Regions from separate parts of the Sus scrofa genome. Here all the other regions are linked to region 1. The links are chromatin contacts, called in public Hi-C and HiChIP or PLAC-seq maps. All regions are on one chromosome and are shown on one strand. Each heading gives the region's core, a stretch centred on a gene start, on an enhancer-like site or on the middle of the called end of the contact. The rest is flanking DNA. Distances are from core to core; before and after follow the strand shown.

Region 1 (3,207 bases), core at 503-3,002:
ATAGCCTCGATCCCCTCCTCCTATACAGAGACAAGAAGTGAGTGTCAGCTCTTGAAGCAGTGCCCCCACCTCTTCCCTGCAAGTGGCACTCACCTCTGGAGAACCCACGGCCCCGGCCTCGGCCCCCACGGAAGAAGCCCCGGCCCCCCGAGGAGCCACCTCGGTACCCACGGGATCGGTTATCAGATGACTTCCCGGCCTGGTCAACCCGGATCTGCCGCCCATCCACAGACTGGAGACCAGAAGTCGATATGGTTAGCCCCCGCACCTCCTGCACTCAGGTTGCAGCCCGGACCTTCTAGACCCCAGGACAGCCGCCTCTCACCTTCCCGTTCATGGCCATCATAGCGTCCTTGGCGTCATCAATGTTCTCAAAGGTGACAAACCCAAAGCCCCTCGATCGCTGGGTCTCCCTGTCCTTCACTACTACCACTGTGCAAGGGAGAGGTCTGAGGTCAGTACCCAGCTCTCCCTGTGAGCGGCCTTGCTCAGCTGCCAGCCAATCTGGAACCAGCCTCACCTTCTGAGATCTGCCCATATTTTGAGAAGACCTGCTCCAGCGACTGCTCATTGGTGTCAAAGCTCAGCCCTCCAACGAAAAGTTTGCCCTCGTCTGATGCCATGGTCACCTGTGGCAAACACCACTGAAATCCTCAGAGGTCCTGCAGGGGCCGGGAGAATCACCCCCTCGCCGTTTTTTACTTTAGACAAATAACACACGCTCCTGGGACAAACATTGGAAAATTGCTTTTGTGCCCTTTAACCATCCCAAGCTCATACCTAGGGCTTAATTCAAACAAGCCCTTGATTCCTTTATCACTCCCCCTTGCCCCTTTTCTGTGCTTGGGCCAACTCCACTCCCGAAATTGGGGGCTCCCGGAAGGCTAGGGCCAGACCGCGGTTCTGCAGCAAGCACTCTTCAGTGCTGCCTGGATTTGGGACCCCAAAACTCCAGCTACGCTGACACCCTCTCAGGACGTTTAGGGCTGGACAATGAAGGAAGGCATCAATCTCCACTGCCACCGGCTGAGTGCACACTGGCTTCTGTCTTTTGCTAACATGTCGGGGGGTGGGGAGGGAGCTAACTTCTAACCCTCTCTATTATACAGGGGCGGCAAAGTGCTTGGTCTACTGTAGGGTGCTATGATGTTAAAAAGGAGCGGGATGTGGGGAGGTGCTGACTTAAAGCGACCCTTTACAGGAAAGGGGCCTGCGCTGAATGACTCCAAAACCAGGCCTGAAGACGACCCGCAGCCTTGCAACCCCTTGCAAGTTTGGGCCCAAACCTGGGGATCGGAGAGTGGGCGGCACCCATGATGTGCCGCCCTCACACAACTCCAACAGGAAAGAGGGGAGTAGCCCCGGCCCCGCCCCCGCGCATGCGCCCCGCCTGCGGCTTGCGCCACTCCATCCGGGTACCCGGGGCTCCCGCCATTTCGCTGGGCGCAGCCTCGCTCTCGCGGCCGCCATTTTACGGCGGTGACCCGCTCGCGGCGCTCTAGCCCGCGGAGGACGTCCTCCGGCCGCGGCACGGCCCGGTCTCCGCAACCCCTCTCCGCCGGCGGAGCGGACTCCACCCCGGACCCGCCCCGGTACCGCCCCCCGCCCAGGGGCGTGCTGCCACCGCCCCGCCTTGGCCGGCCCGCCTTGGCCGCCCGCCGCCCCGGGCCCGCGGAGCCGGTACCGCCAGGGCCCTCACCACTGAGTTGGGCAGGTCCCTGGCGCAGGCGGGAAGACAGCACAGCACAACGGCCTGAGCCTTCTAACGCGCGAATGAGGGGGGGCAGTTTCCGGGTACGGCCTTTTGTACGCTGCCGCTGGGACCCGCCCCCCCTAAGCCCGCCCCCATCCCCCCCTCCCCGAGTCGGCCAATCCAGGGCCCCTGAGGGCGTGGCTGTGCCTCACATTTATGAGTTGGGGGGCTGGGCCTGTGCCGACCCCGCCCCCTCCCGCGTGCTGGCGGGGGTCAAAGTGCCTGGCGGGGATGCGCATGGTCTGCAGTCTCCAGACCATGACGGGGGGCGGGGCCAGCGCGCTGCTGGGCGGAGCTGACCCACTTCCGCGTGCCAGTCCCTGGCCTGCGGCGGGGAACAAAAGGGGTTCAGGCTGCTGCTTCCTCCTGGGAAAGCTCCCTGGCCGCTGCAACCCCGTCCTTTGCAGTGCTCCAATAATCGCCCACATAGGACCTCAGCCAGATCCCCATACGCACCTGAGGATCAGCTCTCAGACACCCCAACTGATGAATCCTGACATCAGTTCTTATATATTTGCCAACGTGTAACCGACACCCCAGAGTGCCCAGAACCCAATGCTCCTGAATGTCCCGCTTAACGTGACTGGCCCCAAAGCCCTCCCAAAAATATTCGTCATGATCCCATTCTTCCTACTTTACAACTTTGGGGTACCCCAATTTCACCCAACCCAGTTTGCCTACAAATCCCAACTTGCATCCTGACTTCACTCCGTCTAGTGCAACGCCCACACCCCCAGTCAGCTGGCCAGACCCTTTTGTGCATCCCAGCACTAGATGGCTGGCTGACCTTGTCCTGGCCTCTCAAACCCACAATTGGGCGCAGCCCTGAGTCCCACTGGACCTCAACATTCAGCTCAGCCCCCGCCTCCCCTTAATCACGTGCTCCAGCACCCCCCCCAACACTATTCTGCACTCCCTTGGCTCCTCCCCCTGAATCTTTTTCCTGTATGAAAGTCCGAATCCGGAGGCCTCTGCAACAGGAGAACCAGGTTTGCAGGGATCTTTACCCCCAGGGCTGCTCCTCTGGATCCCCATGCCCTCTTTATGGGAGCCCCTCTCACGGCCACCACTTTCACCCTGCCCAGGCCTTGGTTACACTACCTTCTGTGTCGCAGAACCCTCCATGGGGTGGAAAAAGCTTGCACAGCTGCTTAAGGGTAGCGAGTTGCCTGCTGAGGCGAGGGTTTCATCTCCTGCCTGGTGCAGTGGGTTAAGGATCTGGCACTGTTGCAGCTGTGGCAGGTATTCAATCCCTGGCTGAGGAAATTCCATCTGCTGCTGGTGCAGGCATAAAATTAACAACAACAAAATGCTAGTGTAGACCCCTGCCTGCCCAGACCAGAGGCCCAAGCTATATCCCTAGAAAGTCTTAAAAGGGCAGACCCTCTGCATAAAAACAGGGGGATTTTAGAGCAGAGACCCATGCTTTGCTTTGCTGCCTGCCCCAGAAAAGT
Region 2 (3,207 bases), core at 465-2,964, 300 kb after region 1:
GTGTGGGGTGTGGGAGGGAGGGCAGATGTCACTGAGAGGGTCATTTTGGCTCTGTTGTGTGGCTCAATCCCTCCCGGGTGCCTGGGCTCAGACCTCAGCTCCACCACTTCCCAGCTTTGTGACCTCCAAAAAGATCACTCATGTGAGCTTCCTGGGTGGCTGGAACAAAGTACACCACGCTGCAGTTTAAAACCACAGGAATTTAGCCTCTTCCAGTTCTGGAGGCCAAGATCAAGGAGACTTAGGGCTGAGCTCCCTCTGGGGGCACCAGGGGAGGGTATTCCCCATCTCTTCCAGATTCTGGGGGCTCTGACTTCCCTTGGCTCTTGGCCACATCCCTCCAGCCTCTGCCTACATCTTTATGCGGCCTCCTACCAGTGTCTTTAAATTGTGTCACCCTGGGTTATCTGCTTTTATCCTGATTGCCCTTCTCACCTGGCCCCAATCAGGGGTCCCTGCTGTCCACAGGGCTCCTCACTGTTGAACCTCACCCTGATCTCCATTTCCCTGAAGATGGATTATCTGCCTCAATTACTGGGAATCCTGCAGGTGACATTTGTCTCTTTCCCCCTGTGTATTTATTTATTTAACTGTTTATATCAGTACAGACGCCTGGACATTCGCTTTCTTGTTTGGGTTACAACACAATATCCTTTCATTTTGTTGCTCAGATTGTTCCAGGTTTGGATACTGGGAGCTCTTTCAGTGATTCCTGTCTCACTGAGGCGGGGTATTTATTTATTTGAGCACCGGGCTCCTCTGCATATTTGTGCTGCCTTCTAGAACCAGGCATTTCGCCCAGGAGCCCAGTTCCTTTCACTGGGGCAACGTTTAGAAACCAAGAACTGGGTGCTAAGTGTGCTGAGTTCCATTTTAACAGGCATTTTAAAAAGTTTTAAACACAGATGCTAAATAATGGAAATCCAAATGGCTCAGAGGACATCAGGAGATACTGGATTAACCAGCTTGGAGGCTCCCACCTGTGAAGGGGACCGAATTTCTGGTGCCTGGAGGCCAGTCTGGACTTCAGGGCGCGGGTGTGGTGGCTCTAGGGGACTCCACAGGCCTCCTGCACTGACACACAGACTCGGTCCTGCGGCTGCCCCTAGCTGGCTGTTTTCTTCCCACTCCGATTCCCTGAGCCCGGCCCCCATACCTTTGCCCAGGCGCTAACTGCAGCCCAGTACACCTTCCCCGAAATATCAGGAGGTCTTCCTAGAAAAGACTTTCCCAACTGGGGAGAGCCCGACAGAAAAAGAACCAGCTTTTGATAGCGGGAGACGAGTGAATCCAGAGAAGCCCACGACTGGTTAAGCCGTCTTGCTTACGGGGAAAAGAAGCAAGGAAAAGCAAAATATGGAACGCTTCACGAATTTGCGTGTCATCCTTGCGCAGGGGCCATGCTAATCTTCTCTGTATCGTTCCAATTTTAGTATATGTGCTGCCGAAGCGAGCACGACACCGGGGTTAACCCGACCGCTATTTATAGGGCGGAGTATAAAATACTTTACGCTAAGGGTGAATTCCGTTTAGAAGAAAAATACTCAGTAACTTGTCTCTTCTTTTCTGATATCAGTGCAACAATAGCTTAACAGAATGAGGCTACTCACTGAAGTTGAGAAAGTGTTCTTTCACGAAATATAATTCGGGTGGCTGTTGGGAAACTATCAATGTATGTATGCAAATTATATCGGTAGTGGGGCGGGGCCGGAGCCGCTGCTGTCCCAGAAGTCTCCGGGAAACGGCCGCGCTACGTGGGCGACTCGTTGATCCGGGGAAGATGGCGGTGCCGTAGCCGCGCCGATAGGTGGAGTGCAGGCCGTGGCCGTCCGCTCGGCTGGGAGAACAGGCCGTCCCGGTGAGCGGGGACTGGGGACTTGGGCGTTGGGCCGGCCTCAGGACGGTGCCTACGGCCGCGGCGGCGACTAGCGGGCCGGGGGCGGGGCCTGTAGGGTTAGAGGGCGGGCCTGGAGAGCAAGGGGTGCTGGGTACGCGCCCGGGAGCACGTTGGGCGGGGGGGGGGGGTCGCGACGGAAACTTGGGGGAAAGTCTGAGGCGTCTGGGAATCCGGGCACTCCGAGCTGGGGAAAATCGGGGCTGGGCCTGGAACCTGATCAGGGGTTGGGAGGTCTAAGGCTGTATTTTCCTGGGGAGGGGCCTGGGGATTCTGGTGGGCTGGAAGGCGGCCACTGGAGACCAGCACCTGGCTATTGGGTAGTGGTCCCTGGGGTGGAGCCTGAAGTGGCAAAAAGAGGCGGGACTTGGAGGGTTGGGAATTTGGAGGTGGTTATAGGGAGGCGAGTTGTTTGGGAGACCCTGGGGAGAGAACAAATTTAAGCTATCCCTGGGAACACAAGGGGCAAATTGGGACTGGGGTCTGGAAAGCAAATATTGTAGGGGGCGGGGCTGGAGAGCTTTGAGGGCAGAGCTTAAAGACTGCTGAAGGGGCCTCTGGGCAGGGCCTTGGGGTTCCTGGCCAAGGCTTGAGGAAGCGGGAGGCCTGGGGGAAGTGATTGAGAAAGATGGGTTGGTCATACAGTCTCATTGGGTTCTGGTAACGGTGAAAATAACCGTAATCAATGCCCGGCACATAGACAGCAGGTGGAAATGTTCATTGTTTCCGTTGCGGTTGTTACCTTTGAAGTGCTGCACCAAGCTGCTGCCTGCCCCCCATCCTGCCTCCTTGCCTCTGCCAAAGGCTTCTCTAAGGATAGAGCAGTCCCACCTCTCCTCACTGCTTCATGGTCCCCATCATTGTTCACCTGGACTGGCATGGTCACCCCCACCCTGTCCCTAAGCCTTTCTCTCCAGACAGCCAGAGGGGTGTGTGAAACATAAGAAGGTCTCAGCTCCCCTGGGGCTCCCACCTCACTCAGGGTGAAAGCGCAGGCCCTGCATGACCCACCCCACCCTCACTTTACCCCTCCCTTCCTCTCACTCAGTTCCAGCAACATGGGCCCCCTGCCGCTCCTTGATGACCCTGGGCTTGGTCCAGCTTCTGGGCCTTTGCACTGGCTGTTCCCCCTGCCTGGGATATCCTTCCTCCAGGCTGCATTCCTGGATCCCTCACTTCTACGCTGGGAGGCCTCCCTGGCCATCCATGTGTCAGATATAGCTCCCCTGACATACACAGAGCAGGGATTGAGTCTTTGGGTCCCTGCAGTGACCCACCATCCAGCACTGCGCTCTGGGCCCTGAGGCCCTGCA
Region 3 (3,207 bases), core at 311-2,810, 270 kb after region 1:
GGCAGGGACCGGGAGGGATGGGGGGTACTGGGTGGTCGTTGGACCTGGCTGAAGGAAGCCAGGGAGGGATGGGGCCACACCCTCCCCCCCAATGCCTCCCGGAGAGAGAGGTCACCCGCTCCGCGCAGGGCTTGCAAAACACGGTTATTTAAAGAGTTGTGCAAGGCTGGGGCCCGCGGGTGGCGAAAGGGGGCCCTCACTCCACGAAGGGAAGAGGAGGGGGAGGGCGGGGCAGAAAGCTGGGGAGGGGGCTAGGAGAGTCCGGAGGGGGCAGCCCGGAGGAAGTGAGAAAAGAAACACTGAAGAGGGAGAAGAAATAAGACGACAGAAACCCCAGTCCGATTTCAAAGGCTTCTTGGAAAGCGGCTGATTTGCATGGTGGGGGGGCAGCCCCTCCGGGCCGGCGACTAAAAACGGAAGATTATTGACAAACCCGCCTCCCGGGGTCCGCGGAACGTTGGAATTGACCAACGCGCGCTCCCTGTGCTTCCTGCGCCCGCTTTTGTGTCTGGGGGGTACTGGACGGAGTTGCGGGGAGGGGGGGGCTCTTCCTGGAGATCCCTGCCAAAGAGTCAAGGCCCGGGTCGAGCACATCCCCAGCCACGGGCACCATGGTGTCCCCTTCAGGGTCCCATTTCTGCCCCAGAGCCGACACTTTATAAATACACCATCCAACCTGGGGAGGGTCGCCAGGGAACTGCCCTCCCCACCCGGCGCTCCCGCTTCCCTCGGGGGCCCGGAATAAAACAACCGATTCCAAGAAGGATAAATGAAGTAACCCAGACCATAGCCCCCCGCGCGCGCAAAGAGACCATTTTCTTCCGCTGGGACTGGGGGGGTGGGGGGTGCGGCGCACACTCTAGACCCTTGGTCACCCCTGCGCCCGCTCCGTGCAATATGGTAGGGGTGAAGTCTCCAAGGGGGGCTCAGGGAAAACCACCCGAACTCCTACCCACTGGGATCGCCTTCCCGGCCCTGGACCCCCACCCACGTTCCTAAACAACTTTGGGGACCACCCCCACTTATTGGCTTCCAAGGCGAGCGGTGCCCACCCGAGACGAAACCCGCGATTTAAAAGGCCAGTCCACCCCCCGCCCCAACCTCACCGCGCGGGGCCCGCTCGGGGGGCGCATGCCCCACGCCTGGCGTCCGGCCCTGCCCCGGCCGCGCCTGGCCTCCGGCCCGGGCCGCGAGCTGCGCGCTGCTGGCTCCCGGCCACCGCCGGGTTTGTGCCGCGCGCCGACTCACCGAGTAGTCGGCCGAGTCCGCGTCTACACCCCCCACCGACCCGATTGGTAAAAGTCTCCCCGCGCGCGGCCTCCCCCGCCCCTCCCCTCCCCCCACCGGCGCGCTCACCGCCCCGCAGACAAATCACCGGGTGACAAATCGCTCTCAGATGCAAATACCTCGCCGGTGAATCAGCGCCGGGGCCCGGGACGCGGGGAGGGGTCTCGCGAGGCCCCCTCCCCCTTCCCGGACGCCCCCTCGCCCCCGGCGCTCGGTCGCACGAAGCTCGACGAGCCCAAGAGGTGTTGGGGAGGGGGAGAGAGTGGACGGAAAATTTCTGGTCGCTGCCCCTTTAAGTGATAATAAATAATAAAAGGGAAGGGGAACAGGGACGCTGGAAGCCCCGCCCCCTATCTAGGGACGGTGGGCAAAGTGCGCGCTGCGGCCCGAAGCGCACAGGACGCCAAGGGCGCGGGCGGGGCTGGGAGCGCCCCAGCAGGAGGGGAGGTTAGGAAATTGAGCCTCCGCCTCTACGGGCTTAGGAGACCCGAGCCCAGTTGGGGAACCCCCCCCATCTTACCGAGCACCCGGGATAGATCTGCCGGGCTCAGAGTTTCACCTCTGCCCCTTAGACTAAGCAACTTAAGAAAGCAGCTTCACCGCCCCCCCCACCCCGCTAGTGGTGCCTCTGTTTCTCTATCTGGAAAATGGGGATTAGAGACCTGGTAAAGAAAGGAGCCGCGGTGACCGGAAAAGAGGGCAGGGCTGGATGGCTGGATCTGAAGGAGGGGCCCTGCGCTGGGGGCTCTGCGCGGTGGGGAGGGGTCTGGGAGATGGCGCGTCTGCCAGGCCCCGCGGTGGGGGGCGGGGGCAAACCGTGCTGGCAAAGGCGTTGGGGTGGGAAAGTGCGTCCTGGATCCCTGGGAGAGCACATCGCTAACTCCTGAAGACCCTTACCCTCGATGGTCACCTCCTCTTGGGAACCTGACTACCCACGCCGTCCAGCAGGAGAGACAAGGTTATCTTCTTGGTAATAGTAGTTCAATAATAATAACTTACACTTCTGAGCTCTTGGTTATTAGGCCATGTGCCCACATGAGGTTCACATTATCGTGTAGTGGAGACTCTTTTAATATCTCCAATTCAGAGAGCGGGAAACTGAGGCCCAGAGTAGGTTACTGGGAAGGTGGGCGCAGGGGTGTGCACTCAGGTACCAGGCTGTGAGCCCCTGGGGCCACCCTTGGGAGTTAATCTCAGGGGCCCAGGCTGCAGCCCAGATAACACCACAATAGAAGTATAGAGGGCTGGAGGGGGCCACCCAGAGGGCTGGCACTTCTCAAGGGCCCCCAAGGGGAGGGACTGGAGTCCCTAATCTTGTGTGGGGGGTGGGCAGCCCTCTCCTCTATGATGCACAGCTTGACCATCTTCTGGGGTCCTCCCTAACACATCACCCGCCCCCATTGCAGGCCTGCTCTCTGGGGGACTCCTAAGTCAGGGGATAGTGCAGGGGAGCGCCCCCACCACACCAGAGCTCTGCCTGCCCCTTTCTGGAACCCAACCTTTCTGGAACCACAAGGCTGTTTGTGCCTTGTGCCGAATGGTAGCAGGTGACTGGGAGTCTTCCACCATTAGGCTATTAAACAGCCAAGCCCAGCTGCCCCCTCACACACGTACCAGAGAGGGTGGAGACAACCAGCCCAGGATCAGGCAGAATTGGGAGACTCAGGGGAGTTAGCAGAGAAGAGCCACCCTTTAAGGGCCAGGCCCCAGGTCAGCTCCAAAGTACAGGGAAGTCCCACTCCACCTAAGAGTCAAACAGATCAGGAGTTCCCGTCGTGGTGCAGTGGTTAACAAATCTGACTAGGAACTATGAGGTCGAGGGTTTGATCCCTGTCCTTGCTCAATAGGTTGAGGGTCCAGCATTGCTGTGAGCTGTGGTTTTAGGCTGCAGATGCGGCTCCTATCCCTCATTGCTGTGGC

What was found. A called contact is a pair of places that touch in the nucleus more often than the background predicts. HiChIP or PLAC-seq counts read pairs in DNA pulled down with a chosen protein or histone mark.
Region 2: a Hi-C map of liver shows a contact between it and region 1, with 5 times the contacts expected there. The contact joins the promoter of MED16 here to the promoter of CIRBP in region 1. A contact is called at or near these places in 1 of 47 Hi-C or Micro-C datasets (liver) and 1 of 2 datasets of contacts at active chromatin or transcription factors (alveolar macrophages).
Region 3: an H3K27ac HiChIP or PLAC-seq map of alveolar macrophages shows a contact between it and region 1. The contact joins the promoter of ARID3A here to the promoter of CIRBP in region 1. A contact is called at or near these places in 2 of 5 promoter capture datasets (fetal liver and liver), 1 of 47 Hi-C or Micro-C datasets (liver) and 1 of 2 datasets of contacts at active chromatin or transcription factors (alveolar macrophages).

The regions. Positions count from the first base shown.
Region 1 is chr2:77,192,545-77,195,751 of Sscrofa11.1, forward strand. CIRBP (cold inducible RNA binding protein) reads right to left here and starts at 1,753. Exons shown (of 5, transcript NM_001246197.1): 1 at 1,700-1,753; 2 at 521-662; 3 at 326-432; 4 at 94-232; 5 at 1-20. The coding sequence starts at 623.
Region 2 is chr2:77,489,239-77,492,445 of Sscrofa11.1, forward strand. It overlaps MED16 (mediator of RNA polymerase II transcription subunit 16), which reads left to right and starts at 1,715. Exons shown (of 16, transcript XM_005661362.3): 1 at 1,715-1,858.
Region 3 is chr2:77,463,356-77,466,562 of Sscrofa11.1, forward strand. It overlaps ARID3A (AT-rich interactive domain-containing protein 3A), which reads right to left and starts at 1,561. Exons shown (of 9, transcript XM_013994805.2): 1 at 1,376-1,561. It overlaps LOC102160393 (a long non-coding RNA gene), which reads left to right and starts at 1,724. Exons shown (of 3, transcript XR_001307031.2): 1 at 1,724-2,257.